Linked DNA regions of Mus musculus: region 1 is linked to region 2. The links are chromatin contacts, called in public HiChIP or PLAC-seq maps. All regions are on one chromosome and are shown on one strand. The core of a region is the stretch at or near the end of the contact, and the rest is flanking DNA. Distances in the headings are between cores, read along the strand shown.

Region 1 (7,119 bases), core at 2,227-4,726, 530 kb after region 2:
GTGCTGGGATACAGGCACAAGCAACCACAACTCACTGAGTCTGTGTGGTTTTCACAGCATCCAGCACATTTAGCGGTCTCTGTGTGGACTGTAAATTCTCTCTGAAGAAATTACATTTTAGCCATTTTTATATTTCCTACAACATATAATACACATTCACTAAATAAAGGAAAACACTCTAAACTTTTACTCTGACTGGCTGGGGCGCACCTAATATGTTTTAAATTGTACTTCCTGCTCACTACAGATGACATAAGAATATATAACGGATACAAACATATGGAACTTACAATGTATCTGGGGAGAAGATTCACACCCACAAAAAAATAACTAAGCACACAATGCCACTTATAAGACATAACAAGCCATGTGATTATCCCAAAACTGTCCTAGAAGGCCAAAAGGGTGGACCAGAGTACAAGGAAAAGGCTTCGAGAGCAAGGCAAAAAGCAAAGCATGTGTGAGCTGGAAGGAAACAGACGTTACAGTCGGGAGGCAGAGGAGATGGCAAAGGACAAAGCCTGTGGATTGGACAGTGAGCTCAGTTGGATGAGCATCAGAGGATTCCTCTAAGAAATCAAGTCTAAAGGGAAAACTGCAGGAGATGCTCAAGAGCCTCCGATCAATTAATGAATGAAGAAACTATTCAACTTCCCTAACCCTTCACCTCAGATGCAGGGCCTTTATTACAGGAGTCTACTAGCACAATGAAAGCTGTCTACAGCATCTCAGACTTCATACTTATTTCAAGAGTTCATCTCGGTTACTTTAGTCTCACTCCCATTAACAGGCAAATCTGAAGCCCAGGGCCAGCAGCCTTTCCGTGGTTCGTTTGAAATCCTCACTCGGTGCGCTAGTCAGTACAGGTCCGAGCTGGGGCTGCTGGCCTCAGGCTAACGCAGGAGAGCAGAGTCCTGAGCGGCAGGGATGGTGCTCACAAGGGGACTTCGGGGAAGACTATCATCTAGAACTCTTGAGACGACACTCTGGCAAGGACGAGTATAGCTGTGAAGACTAGCTACCGCTGAGCACAGGAGACCACATCCAGCCTTTCTACTACCAGACACAGGGAGTGGACTAGGCTAGATATCCTACAGCTTGCCTTTATTTGATACATTTTTTTTGTATCTCAGACTTCCAGTCTGTGAGACCAAAAGCTCAGTATGTGGCCTCTGTGTTTTCAAGTATGGTAACCTCCAGCTACTTGTGGTTTTGTGTGTGTGTGCGTGTGTGTGTGTGTGTGTGTGTGTGTGTGTGTGTGTTGTTGAGATAGGGTCTCACAGTGAAGCCCTGGATGGCCTGAAACTTACCATGCACATCAGCAGACTGGCCTAGAACTCACACAGACCTGCCCGCCTCAGCCACACCTGACCTACTTTTTTCTTATTAGCTTTACTGCCCCCTCCCTGTATATAAGTGTGCAGGTGCGCGTGGAAACCAAAAGAGCATAATGCGCCCTAGGTGTGGTGGAGCTGCCCAAACTCCAGCCCCCTGCATGAGTGACAAAAGTTCTTAACCCTGGAACCCTGTCTCTAGGCACTCCATGTTAAATGTAATGCTTCAGTCACATCCAAATGTACGATTAACTAGCGACAGTGCCAGAGACACAACAATTCCAATCACTACACACAGGGCAGATAGTCCTATCAGACAACACTATCCTGCAACTTCCTCCATCCAAGGGTACTCTTCTTGCCAAAGACTTGATCTCATTTAAAGTGACTGCCCAAGTGGCAGGAGAGATGGCTCAGCAATTACAAGCACCTATTGCTCTCAGGGGACCTAGTTCGGTTCCCAGTTAAGCGGCCACAACTACCTGCAACTCCAGTTGCAGGAGCTACACCCTCTTCTGACCATCTGACATACATATGCCCAAAATGCTTATACACACAAAAATCAATAAAAAATGTTAAAGGTGACTACCTACGCCCAGCACAGTAGTGTAAGCCTTTAGTCCCAGCACTGAATAGGCAGTGGCAGGCAGTTCCCTGAGTTTGAGGCCAACCTGGTGTACATAATGAGTTCCTGGGCAGCCAGGTATACACAGAGAAACCCTGTCTCAAAAAACAAATAAACAAACAAAAAAGCGAGTGCCTGAGGAAAAATTAAGTACTTCACAAATAATGATTCAACCAAATTTTTTGAAACCAAATCTTAAGTACCTGAGGCTTGCCTAAAACTTGATGTGTAGCCGAAGATGACCTTGAACTTGTGTCCTGTGGCCTCTAACCCCCCAGTGCTGGAATTACTAGCCTGCACAACCATGCAGTTTTTGTGGTGCTGAAGACTGAGCCCAGAGCTTCATGCATACTATGAAAGCACTCTGGTAACTGAGCTACACCTTTCATCTTTCAAAATATTTTAAACTCCATTTTCAGAGGTAATTTATCCCAGAACTGTGAGGAGGCTGAGGCAAGAGGAATACAAGTTCAAAATCAGCCTGAACTGACCCTACTTAAAGAGGAGGAGGAGGAGGAGCAGGAGCAGGAGCAGGAGGAGGAGGAGGAGGAGCAGCAGCAGCAGAAGGAGGAGAAGGAGAAGGAGCAGCAGCAGGAGAAGGAGCAGCAGCAGCAAACAATAAGCTTTCCAGGACAGCCAGGGCACACAGAGAAACCCTTTCTCGAAAAACCAGAAAACAAGCAAGCAAAGAAGCAAGAGTGAAGTACCTTACTGGTGGTCCACGAGAGTTGTGATGTGGCTCTAACAACACTATCAGCTGTTTCCCAACCTTGGATCAAAATACCCTAGAGTTACATGGATGTGTAGTTACTAAACAAAGCAAAATATATCCAAGGCCTGCAGAGAAGTCCAACAGCTCCAAAAAGTAATGGCTATGTCACGATAATCAACACCACCTCCCCACGTGAGAGGTCTTGTGTGGATGTGTATACACTGCTAAATATACTTTCCATTAGTCACAGCCAAGGCAGTGGCTCAGGCCTGTGATGCCAGAAACTGAGAGAGGAAAGTAAGAGGACAGCCATAAGTTCTAGGCCAGCTGGGGCTACACAGTGAAACCCTGCTTCAAAAAGCCAAAAGGAGAAGCATGAAAGCCCCTTCCAAGATAAAGGTCACACTGCTCTACAGCCTTGTTTTCCAAAAAACACCAGTGTGTGCTGGTGTCGTCTGTCTGTCTATCTGTGTCATGTTGAGTCTGTGTGGATATGAATATGTGTATGTGTGTCGTGTGTGTGTGTGTGTGTGTGTGTGTGTGTGCATAACCTGAATTTTGCATTTATAACACTGAATGATGCCTGATAGTCGTTTTTCTCAAGCCAAGAGCTATTTGGAAAGTGTTTATCTTTAGAACTTACATCAGCTCTGAAAAGTTAAAAATAGCTTCTGTTTTGCTTGTACTCTTAAAAGGAAGAAGCAGGAAGATCATCTAGTTCCAAGCGCCAGGCAGCACCGGGAGATTACAGGGCACTGTTCAGGCACACAATCCCCTTCTTGCTCCCTCCTCCTCGCTAAAGGGTCCGCACTTCCTCCCGCAGACAGGAAGGTGTATTACTCAACGTCAACACTGAAGAAACGGTTTTGCTGTCCTGTGTGACCTCTGAACTCTCTGGAGAGACAACGGCAGGCCTGGAACTTTTTAAACTAGATTAATGTCATCAACTTGAAATTTAATTCAGATCTGATCTAGAACCTACAACCTAAGGGCAAAGAAGCAAGATATTTATTTCAAAGAAGCAGACAACCTTAGGGGACCTGTCCTCAGGTTAAAAAAGAAAAAAGTGTGCTTTATGTGTCTTAAGGTGTCAGTTTTGCTACAGTTATGATCCCAGAAAATAAGATATTCCTCTATTGCAGAAAGTGGTCATCCTCTATGAAGTGCGGTCTGGTCCACATTTGTCTTTTGTGTGTATGTGTTTGGGGGTGGGGTATTTTATTTCAATTTGTTTGCTTGGTTTTAAATATTTCTCTTTATTATTTTTAAGTGTGCGTATGTATGTGTATGTGTGTATGTTGTGTGTGAACATGAATGTAGGTGCCTTCAGTGATCACAGGTATCAGATCGCCACAGAACTGGCATTATAGGCTACATCTCAGTTATGAGCTGGGAACCAAACTCATATCCTTTATAAGAACAGTACCACAAAGAGTATCACTAAGTACCATGATAGCTTTTAACCACTAAGCTGTCTCTAGAGTCCCTTGTTTGCTTTAAAAAAAAAAAATCATGACGTTTATTTATCGGGAGCATGTTGGGGTTAGTCTGGGGCTGCTGTGCATTCAAATACTAAGTACTGGTATCTGCCTAGTAACTGTGCTAAAGCTAAATAAATAAATCATAGTCGGAGTCTCATTCATTTGGAAGCTAGTGGAGATAGAAATAGCCCAATAATCTACGGGGCACACGCACAGGTTTGGAGGTCAGAGAATTTCTTGCCAAAGTCGATTTACTCTTTCCACCGTATGGGTTCCAGGGGATCTAACTCAGGTAGTCAGCTTTGAAGGAAAGCACCTTCACCTGCTGCGCCATCACTGAAACATGGCATTCTATGGCCTAAGCTCTCCTGGGACTTCTGGCGATCTACCTGCCTCAACCTCCCAAAGGTGCTGGGATCCCAGATGTAGACATCACCCCAGCTTTGGCATACACAGTGTCAGATATATAGTTACAGCTTCAATATCTAGACAACAACAACATCTAGGGGATGCTTCCAACCATGAGAACAGTGCCTGTGTTCAGCAAGTACCACAATGGTTAGCTACCACCACTTTCAAGAATTCAAGGCCTCCACCAGGCGGCGGTGGCGCACGCCTTTAATACCAGCAGTTGGGAGGCAGAGGCAGGTGGATTTCTGAGTTCGAGGCCAGCCTGGTCTACAAAGTAAGTTCCAGGACAGCCAGAGAACACAGAGAAACCCTGTCTCAAAAAAAACAGAAAGAAAGAGAGAGGGAGGGAAGGAGGGAGGGAGAGAGGGAGGGAAGGAGGGAGGGAGGGAGGAAGAAAGAAAGAAAGAAAGAAAGAAAGAAAGAAAGAAAGAAAGAAAGAAAGAGAATTCAAGGTCTCCACTTCCCTTAGATACAACTAAACTTTGAACAGGAAATTATAGAAAAATGTTCTTCTGCTCCAAACAAAACTTTAAAGCTCACACATTCAGTTCAGTACCCCAACCTTACTGTGCACTCCTTCTAACAGGCAATCACCTAAAACCTGCCTCATAAAAATGAAAGCAATCAAAGCACTCAACTGCTTTGGCAGAGGACCCAGGTTTGGGTCCCAGACCCACATGGTGGCTCCCAGTGGTTTGTAACTGCGGCTCCTTTCTCCTTACTTCAGTGGGTATCTGCATGTGTGCGGTATGCATACTCATTGTCAGCTTAAGCACATAAACACTCATAAAAAAATTTAAAGTGAGAATATTCAAAACATGCAGATAAGGAAAACATTTCTTGTAATAGCAGAAAGTAATGGGTGGGTTAGCAGGGTATTATACGGGCCATAGCCATGCTACACAGGTGCTGTGCCTGCATCTCCAGTCCAAATACTTAGACCTTAAAAACAAAAACAGAAAAAAAAAAAAAAAACCTATGGAAGTCCAGTAACGACTACATCTCAAAGTCTGGAGGAGAGGTTAGTGTCACCCCACATTTTATGCAAAGCACAAAAAGCGGTCACTCTTTCAGCTGCCAAGACAGCCCCATTTCAAGGCCCCTCTGGGGCTGCTCCCTTCTGCTCAGACTCCTCATCACGTAATCCATCTTAACCACTCAAGGAGCTCTCGTAAAAGGGACGTTCAAAACCTAAAGCCAGTTCTAGTCTCCCTACTTAGAGATAACTGCAAGATACAGAGATACCTTTCATGGGGGGGCCGGGGGGGGGGGGAGTGTGATCTAGGGGCTGGAATGATTGATGGCAGCCGGACACTGGCTTCAGTTCCCAGCACCCAAGTGGTTGTAACTCTAGCTTCAGGTATGTAAGACCTTTCCTTCTGACCTCCATGGGCATGAGGCACACAGTTTAAAATATTCTTTTAAAAAAATAATCTAAAGTGATTAAATACTTCCCCCTGGTAAAAATTCACCTCTTCTTGGTAATTTCAGGGTTTCTGTTTCCTTGCTCGCTTCCTGTTTTTAATCGTCTCCCATAACCCTGCACTTGGAATGCAGCTAAAGCTGTCAGGAACTTCTCATCTTCCCTATCCGATTCCCACGCGCTGGAAGATATAATTTCAAATTTCTTTTTTTTTTTTTTTTTTTTTTTAAGATTTATTTATTTATTATATGTAAGTACACTGTAGCTGTCTTCAGACACTCCAGAAGAGGGAGTCAGATCTCGTTACGGATGGTTGTGAGTCACCATGTGGTTGCTGGGATTTGAACTCCGGACCTTTGGAAGAACAGTCGGGTGCTCTTACCCACTGAGCCATCTCACCAGCAAATTTCAAATTTCTACAATGTGTGTGTACAAGTTATCTCAGTCCTAAAATCTTCATGTTTAAGAAAACAGGGATACATGACTGGGAAAAATAAAGGAACACGCAGGACACTGCTGTAATGGCCGTCCACCAGACATGGTGGCCCATACTCATACGCCCAGCACTAAGGGCACTGAGATAGGAGTACAGAAGGTCAGTCCAGCCTGGGCTACATTTCCCATTTCAAAACACAAAAGCACCCTCCAGGGCTACACACACACACACACACACACACACACACACTCAGGCACACACATACATCCATGCGCGCACACACACATACACCAGCAAAGCATAGTGCCACAAGCCTATATAATACAAGCACTTAGGGAACAAAAACAGGAAAATCATGAGTTCAAGGTCAGCCTGGGATATATATCAAATTCAAAGCCAGCCAAGACTATGAGACTTTATTAAGACCAAAAACTTAGAAGAAGGCTCTTAATTTCTCCACCTAGAGTCAAACACTGAAGGTAACCAGACTTGATTCCTACTTTACTTTTTGGTTTTGTTTGTTTTTTTGAGACAGTGTTTTTCACTTGTGTAATTCTGGCTGCCTGGATCTTGATCAGAGATCAACCTGACTCTGCCTCCCAAGTGATGGAATTTAAGCCATGCACTACCACATTTGGAACACAGGGGATGACCATTTATCAAGTGTATGTTTCAGGCATCCAGGAACATAAAGTTT
Region 2 (7,315 bases), core at 4,658-7,157:
CTCAGAGGTGTTGGGTGTCTCTCCAATAGAACCTGCCCATTACTAGAATGAGATAAAGACCTGAGGTGGTGACCTCCCCCTCCTGATCTTCTCCAGAAGGGTGGAGAGAGTGCCTGGGTTTGGGGTCCAACTAAGATCAGCGACTGTCACACATGCAGGGGTGGACTAGCAGGGAAGGGGCACTCAATGACGTGGTTCCACCCGTCACTAAACACTGAGTCACAGAGATGGGTGAGGCTCCACCTGGCCCAACCTTTACCCTGCAAAGGCTGATGACATCCCAAAGGGAACCACTGCGTTTGTGGACTATGAGCAGAAGTTCCCTCTCGGAGGTGCTGGCAGTAGCAGAGAGTGCCTTATTTTGATCCAGACTTTAGAGTCTTCCCCCCACCCCCACCCCTGAAACAGGGTTTCTCTGTGCAGCCCTGGCTGTCCTGGAACTCACTCTGTAGACCAGGCTGGCCTCAAACTCAGAAATCCACCTGCCTCTGCCTCCCAAGTGCTGGGACTAAAGGCGTGCTCGTGCCACCACTGCCTGGCCAGACTTTAGAGCCTTAGCGCAAATCGTCTGTTTCTTCACAGCCCAAGACCAAGAAACCACAGAATAGACTGGAGCTCTAGGATCCCAGAATCCAGGGGCACAGGAAGAGAGATACATTCACACAGGACCTCGGGGGTCCCAACACATAGACCTGCCCAGCCATACGCAGCATCCAGGAGTCACAGCCCTGATCCAGATCTCACTAAACTAAAATTATAGGGCTGGGGAACACAGCTAATTGGAATCCAAGCCCCCAGGGGACTCAAAGCAAAGACCACACACAGTAAGGAACGAATTCTGCAGCCCTGGGAGGTAGAAGTACAGCCCACGTTTCCTAGAACCACAGGAGAGGAACATAGCTAGGGAACGAATGGTACTTAGCGCTGGGGGGTGGGGGATGCTGGGGAAGGGGGTCCAGAGTTCACCTCAATCTATCACCTCCACTTAAAGCTGAGATGGCCAGGGTCCTTTTGGCTTCCAGAGCCTCCCAGCCAGCCAGCATCCTGCAGGGACCTGGCCTGTTAGGGTGTCATGAAGGAAATGCCCCAGAAGGCAGGGGAAACCTTGGGAATGACCACAGGGAGCCTGTGTGCTCTGGTGCACTCACCAGCCGTGTCGTAGAGGTTCAGGGTCACCTCCTTGTTACCCACTGTCACACTAGCCGTGTACTTCTCAAACACCGACGGGGCGTAGTGCTGCGAGAGAGGGGGGGGGTCGGGTTGATCTTTTAAGGGGTGCAAAGGTGAGCTAACCATCCCAGACATATCCCTCCCCCCACGACTGTCTAACACCCTCACTCCAACCAGCTCGAACCTGGCAAACCACTGGGCTCAGGAATTCTCAAAGGGCTGCCTGGAGGAGACAGCTGAGACTCCATGGTCCAGGCTTGGGGCCTGGGTCCAGGTTGGGGTAAAGCCCTTGTTCCCTGCGGTCCCAAGCCCATCCTCACCCCTCCTGCCACCAAGCGGGCCTTACCTCGGGAAATGAGCCTTGGCAGTACACCATTAGCAGGGACGTCTTGCCGCAGCCGCCGTCACCTACGATCACTATCTTCAGCTCCTTCCTCGCCGAGCTGGGGGCGGCGGCTGGGGCCGGAGCACCCGGGGCGTCCATAGCCCGGAGCCCGCAGCGCTGGATGCTGCGCGCTGGCTAGAGCCCAGTAGAGCGACAGGGCAGGGGCGGGGTTACAGGGCAGGGCTACGAGGCTCCACCCACGGGCAGCTGGCGCCACCTCTGCCAGGCAGCCTCCCAGGTTCACCACCCTGTCTTAATTCTCCTCGGCTATGGTCCGGGGACCCCGGGTATTTGTCTTGCAGTCCCAGGGGAAATGAAGAACCTGAAGAAATGGATGCTGAACCGCAAGCGCAGTGCACCCCCACCCCCTGCTTAGTAGATTCGTGGTTTCTGCCTCTTCACAGAGACAGCCTTTAGTTGGCAAGCTCCGCCTTCTAGCAAGGACCCTTTGATTGGCCGGTCCCACCCCCACAGAGAAAACGTTGATTGGCGGGCTGTATCCTAGCACCCGGGTTCGCATCCAGCCCTTGCTGCTACAGCTTATCTTCCCACAGGTTGTAGCCGCGGTCGTTCGGAGAAGATGCCAAAAGGTGGGTTGTGTGTGTCCACATAGTCTGACCCTGGCCTTAGCCGGTGTGCAAATGCAGGAATTCTGCCCACCTACCCTGCCCACCCATTCCGTTGGCCCGTACTGTGGAGCCATGGCGCCCCCTGCCGGCGAATGCCTTCCGTCAGCAGCCTGTTTTCAGGGCGGACTCAAGATACTCGGCTCGGAAGGGCGACCCCAAACATGACAAGTCGCAAATGTGACAAGCCGAGAGCCCTAGTTGAGAATATCTGGACCTTCCGTAAACTTTGGAAACGGATAATCCTTGTCGCTACCAATAAGTGTTCTGGTGTCCGGTCTTTCACCCCAGGAGCTCCACTCTCATCCCCATTCAAATTGCTAGTACTCCCAGAACTACTAGCAGTACAGCTGGCTCATATCACTGCGACCCATGCTTTTCCTGTTACTGTGTGCCGCGAGTCCACCTCCAAAATCAGGCCAGTGGTCAAGCGGTAGGACCCCAGGAGACTGCCAGCAGTAGGCAGATCCTGAGGGTGAATATAATTCTACTAGAGGAGTTCATTTCTTCAAAGCAGTGTTGGCAAAGCTCTTGTCCTGGGCCTCACAATGGGGAGTCTTGATTTTCAAGTTCTCAGCAAACATCAAGAAAATTTTACTCTGTGGAGTAACTACCAACCTCACTCCTTGTTTCCCCGCCTCCTCCCCCATTGCGCCAGGAGACGCAATACACGGCTCCACCACCAGAGGACAGCAGCGACCGCCCGTGAAAACGCAAAGACAACAGGGTGGGTGGAAACCTGAACCAATCTCCAGCTGTTAGGGAGAAGCCCCTCTTGTCACTGGATCAACCGCCCATAGACAAATGTTCAGCAACTCACTCATTCCTTTTTTTGCAACTTGTTTATTGAGAAACAACCATGTTCCTGCCTGTGAGGAGCTCAGTCTAGAGGAGGCAGTATTGACGGAGTTCCCGGGACCAGTGAGATCAATTTCGAGACTACAGCTGAGGGGCCAGGAAGGTTGTGTTTGTTATATTGGGTACAGCTGTATAGAGGGCGAGCCAATAGAAGCTGGAGGGGTGCCCAACTTGGGCAAATGTACCGCAGCTGGAAAACCACCTTCAGGTTTTCAGTGGTGATGAGGGAGACAGGCCCAAGTGGTTGTCAAGGTAACGGGCTAAATCAGGGAGGGCCTAAGTGCTGGCTGAAGGGGGGGGGGGGGGAGGAGGAGGGCTGCAAAGAGACGAGACAGGACTCAATGGAGTGAGTCCTGTCAAAACCAGGCAGGAGAGGAGGAGCTAGGGCTATCTCTTAGTGGCCAGTGAGGGTGGCAAAAAATAAAAAATAAATAAAAATAAATAAAAAGGGAAGGACAATTTCCATTGATGTGCCAGAGGTGAGGTTCCTCAGAAGCACAGAGCAGGTGACTCCAGTGTGGAATAGCAATCACACAGAGAGAGGGGGATTGAGAGTGGGCTGGGACCCACTTACCTTTGCAGGACCCCAGGTTTCTTCTCTCAGACATCTTTTGGCTTGGCTCTCGACCCAGGAGGCTGGCTGGCTGCAGTTTGCCAAGGGGAGAATTCACTTCTAAGAAAAAAAACTTGTTCTACTACATATAACCAAGAGAGGGCTCCTGGCTTCCCACAAACTCCCCCAGACCTGTGTGGAGGAAGAGCAAGTCTGCAGGGAGGAAATGACCAAAAGCGACCAGCTCTGGGGAGGGTTCAGACAGCACACGGCCACCCCACCCGTTCCAGCCTGCCTACTCACCCAGCCCTACCTCAGCAGGAGGCTGGCAAAGTCCCAGCACTACCCGGCCTAGAGTGTTGGATTTGGACTCAACTCTGGTGGTGATGGTGGGGCTGGATCTGTAACTAAAAATAACCAGGAATCTAGCCAGCTGCTGGTGAGAGCCTCCTCAGAGGTCGGGCCGGGCCAGCTGAGGAGATAGGCGCGCGCGCGCGCACTCACACCCACCCAGGGTGGCTTTACTCCCTCATCAGCAAGATGTTCAGGGGGCCTGGGGCACTCTCCATTGTCCAGGAATTCCTAGAGAGCAGAGGAAAGCAAGAAATTGCTTCTGTGGGTTCTTGCCTCAAACCCCCCTCAGGGAGCTGTCAGGTGGTCACTGCAGAGACTAAAGCTCAGATCCAGGGGGGCAGAGGAGAACAGACTGCAGCCTTTAAGGACAAAGTACAAATTTGGGTGGGGGAGGCTAAGGCCACCACTCCCCTATTCAGAGGCCCCATAAATCAATTATTGAGCTATCCAAATGCAGATGGAACGGATAAGAGGGGGGAGATAAAGACTCTAGCAGAGGGGTGAAGCCAGGCTATCTTATCTACCTGGTTAGGCAGCCTGACCGCTCCAAGTCTCAGCTACTTAACAGCTCCAGGGAACAAGCAGAGGATGGGCTTAGTGATTTCTGGAAGCCAGGCGGAAAACCAGCGAACGTTGGTACAAAGGGATATACCTAGGGTCCTAACCTGTCACTAGGACTAGCCCGGACACAGCAAGACCCTCCTCCATCACGCGACAATTTAATAGCTCTGAAGGTTTTTGTTCAACTTTCCCTCCTGGTTCCCATTGGCACGGAACAATCCGAGAAAACACTGGGGGCCGTGGAGAGCGGGGATGGCGGGTCCTCCGACCCACCTCGGTTGCAGAGAGTCTAAAAAGGTCATATTCCAAACTTGGGCTCGGGGCCAGGTGGAGGAGCCGGAAGGGGCGGGGACACTGGAATCTCGTGTAGTAAATCGAGTACAGCCACCTCCCAGTTCAGGCAAGCCTTCTGCTGGCGTGGCCCTCTCTCTGCAGGCCAGAGCGGCTCCGCCCCACGCTCCGTGGGTGACCAGGAGGCGGGGCACCCCTCGGGGCCAGGAACAACAGCAGGACAAACTGCCCCACCCTACAGCCCAGGAGGTGATAAGGGGCCAAAGAAAGGAGAGAGAGAGAGAGAGGTGGAAAAGACCTGAAGTAGAGAGCAAGCCACAAGTTGGTCCCGGTCACTTCCATCTTCCCCTTTCAAGCACCACGTCACAGCTTAGCGCCTAATTGCTCCCTAAAGCCTGTAGCCCTCCAGGGTACAGCTGACACAGCGCGACTTAAATCAATTAGTGGGAGGCTGGAGGAGATAAAGACCCCAGCCAGATCCAAGGACTCTAACCAGAGCCTTTAGGGTTGATCAGTTGTGTTCCAAGGCTTACCAGGTATCTAAAGTATGAACGAGACCAACCTAGCAAAGCGCTCTTCTCCCCGCCCCCCTTCTCAATAGGGGTGAGGAGTTCAGCCTTCCCAGCAGAAAGCCAGCTCATCGACGGACTTGATGCCTGGCCCTCTGCACCAGCGGGAGCCACGGGACCATTGTGGAGCCTTGCTATACCAGACAGCTCTCTCTGGCAGTGATAAAGGCAGACAGCTGGCACGGGAGGGAGCCTAAAATAACCCAGACAGCTGGGCAAGGGGGTGTCACGGGCCCAGGTTCTGGGCTGAAAATCAAGACACCTGGAACCCTGTCCAGGCTCTGCTCCGTGGTGGCCTCATAACCTTGGGTGAGACATTTCTTCTCTTGGGGCTATTGGTGGGTGGCCCTTAAATCCCGACCCAACCACAGGACAGCCTACGGAGCCCCGGGAACAGCCTGGACTCAAACACTAGAAGAAAAACAGGGCTGGCTGCCTTCCCAAGCAAAGCCAGTTTTCTTTCTCCTTTGCCTGGAGGCTCCAGCACGTGCTTCAGGAAGTGGGCTGGCGGGGAGGAGCCCTGGAGACAGCCCAGCCCCCACCGGCGCAGGCAGCAACCACTCCCAGCAACAATCCTTATCACAATGGAGGCCAACTGGTTGTGAGGTCAGAGCAGGAGTCTGGCCCTCTTAATCTCACTTAATCCTCCCACCAACCTTTTCCAGCAGGTATTGTGGTCTTTTTAACCCGGGGAGGGGGAAGAGAGGCAATGGTCCAAGGTCACTAGCTAGGTCCACATCTAACCTACAGCTGCCAGACTAGAAGCACCCTGATTAGGCACCAATCTGCCTCCAGCAACAACTCAGGGAAGCCTTCCAGGCTCCCCGACTCACACGTCAGCACTCACTGTAGGGGTGAGGAGAAAAGAGAAGACTAGAGGCTGGAAGCTGAGGCCCAAATAGGGGAAGCCAGCAGGAGCCGCGGCACCTGAGGCCAAATGGCTTATCAAAGTAACAAAACGAGAAACACACTAGGGGGCCAGGGGTCAGGGATCAAGGGCCACACCAGTTTCAGCAGCAAAGCTTCCTGCCTAGGAGGAGGGCAAGCCAACTGCTAGCCACCAAGCTGGGTGACATCCCAGGTGCCACCTACTAGAGAGAGTCTAGAAACTTGGTGCTACCTGGAACCTTGTAAGAAGAGCAAGTTCTTAGATGTAACTGCCTAAGAGGGAAACTCGAGAAATGGGCACAGTCGGGTTTAATGGGTCCAACCACTGACTTCTGATGCCGGTGCAGCTGGGGAGACCCTGCTCAGAGACTAAGCACAGACCTCATTGACTCTGTAAGATCACTACAGACAGGTGAAGGGCCAGCCTCCGTTTGTGTCACGTTCTAGAAGCCAGGCTACCGACACCTGGCCTTGTTGAGAGCTCGGATCCAGGAAAAGGAGAAGCCAAGGAAATCTTTTCTCTCGGGAAGCTGGCTACCACTTCACATCTTTTGCTTCTTTGTCTATCCAGCAAGGCAGACATCAGAAGGGGGCTCAGCTGGTCCCCCTAATGGGGTTCAGGAACAATGTCTGAAGCACCACTGGGAAACCTGGCAGCAGTCACCGTCTTCAGAAGTTTCCAGGGCCCTCCCAGCCACCATAAACCACACCACTGGGAAATACTTGGTAGTCCTTGCTCTAGTAAGCTGCTAAATTCGGCATGAGAATCGCCCGCCCTAAACGCCCCACAGCAGAAGCTGACAGGCGGGGCTGGATGGACCCAGCAGGCCGCCCATTTCACACACACAACCGCCACATCAGCGTGGGGGAGGGGCTGCAGAACCAGCCCAGCAGGTTTGGGGATCCCAAGCCGCCCTTCGAAGGCTGCAGGTCAAAGCCCGGCAACAGTTCTCTGAACTTGGGGAAAGGGCTCTTACCTACCTTAGTGGGGGAAGGCTCTCAGTCAAATTGGGCCTGCTCCAGATGTCCAGAGGAAGCAAGGATTGTCTACAGTGGGGAT

Evidence for each region. HiChIP or PLAC-seq counts read pairs in DNA pulled down with a chosen protein or histone mark.
Region 1: an H3K4me3 HiChIP or PLAC-seq map of bone marrow-derived macrophages shows a contact between it and region 2, with 2.6 times the contacts expected there. The contact joins two enhancer-like sites. A contact is called at or near these places in 2 of 115 datasets of contacts at active chromatin or transcription factors (bone marrow-derived macrophages and memory CD8 T cells) and 1 of 9 other capture datasets (pancreatic islet).

The regions. Positions count from the first base shown.
Region 1 is chr5:123,658,840-123,665,958 of GRCm38.p6, forward strand. All of the region lies in intron 1 of Clip1 (CAP-GLY domain containing linker protein 1), which reads right to left. Among named protein-coding and RNA genes, the nearest start is that of Clip1, 22 kb to the right of the region's middle. Within about 2 kb of position 3,477, at least 115 of the 459 cell types and tissues checked have an H3K27ac peak or open chromatin away from gene starts, as enhancers often do. A contact at or near this core is called in bone marrow-derived macrophages and pancreatic islet, where this site is marked.
Region 2 is chr5:123,130,719-123,138,033 of GRCm38.p6, forward strand. Rhof (ras homolog family member F (in filopodia)) reads right to left here and starts at 1,911. Exons shown (of 5, transcript NM_175092.3): 1 at 1,517-1,911; 2 at 1,149-1,236. The coding sequence starts at 1,654. Within about 2 kb of position 5,908, at least 257 of the 459 cell types and tissues checked have an H3K27ac peak or open chromatin away from gene starts, as enhancers often do. A contact at or near this core is called in bone marrow-derived macrophages and pancreatic islet, where this site is marked.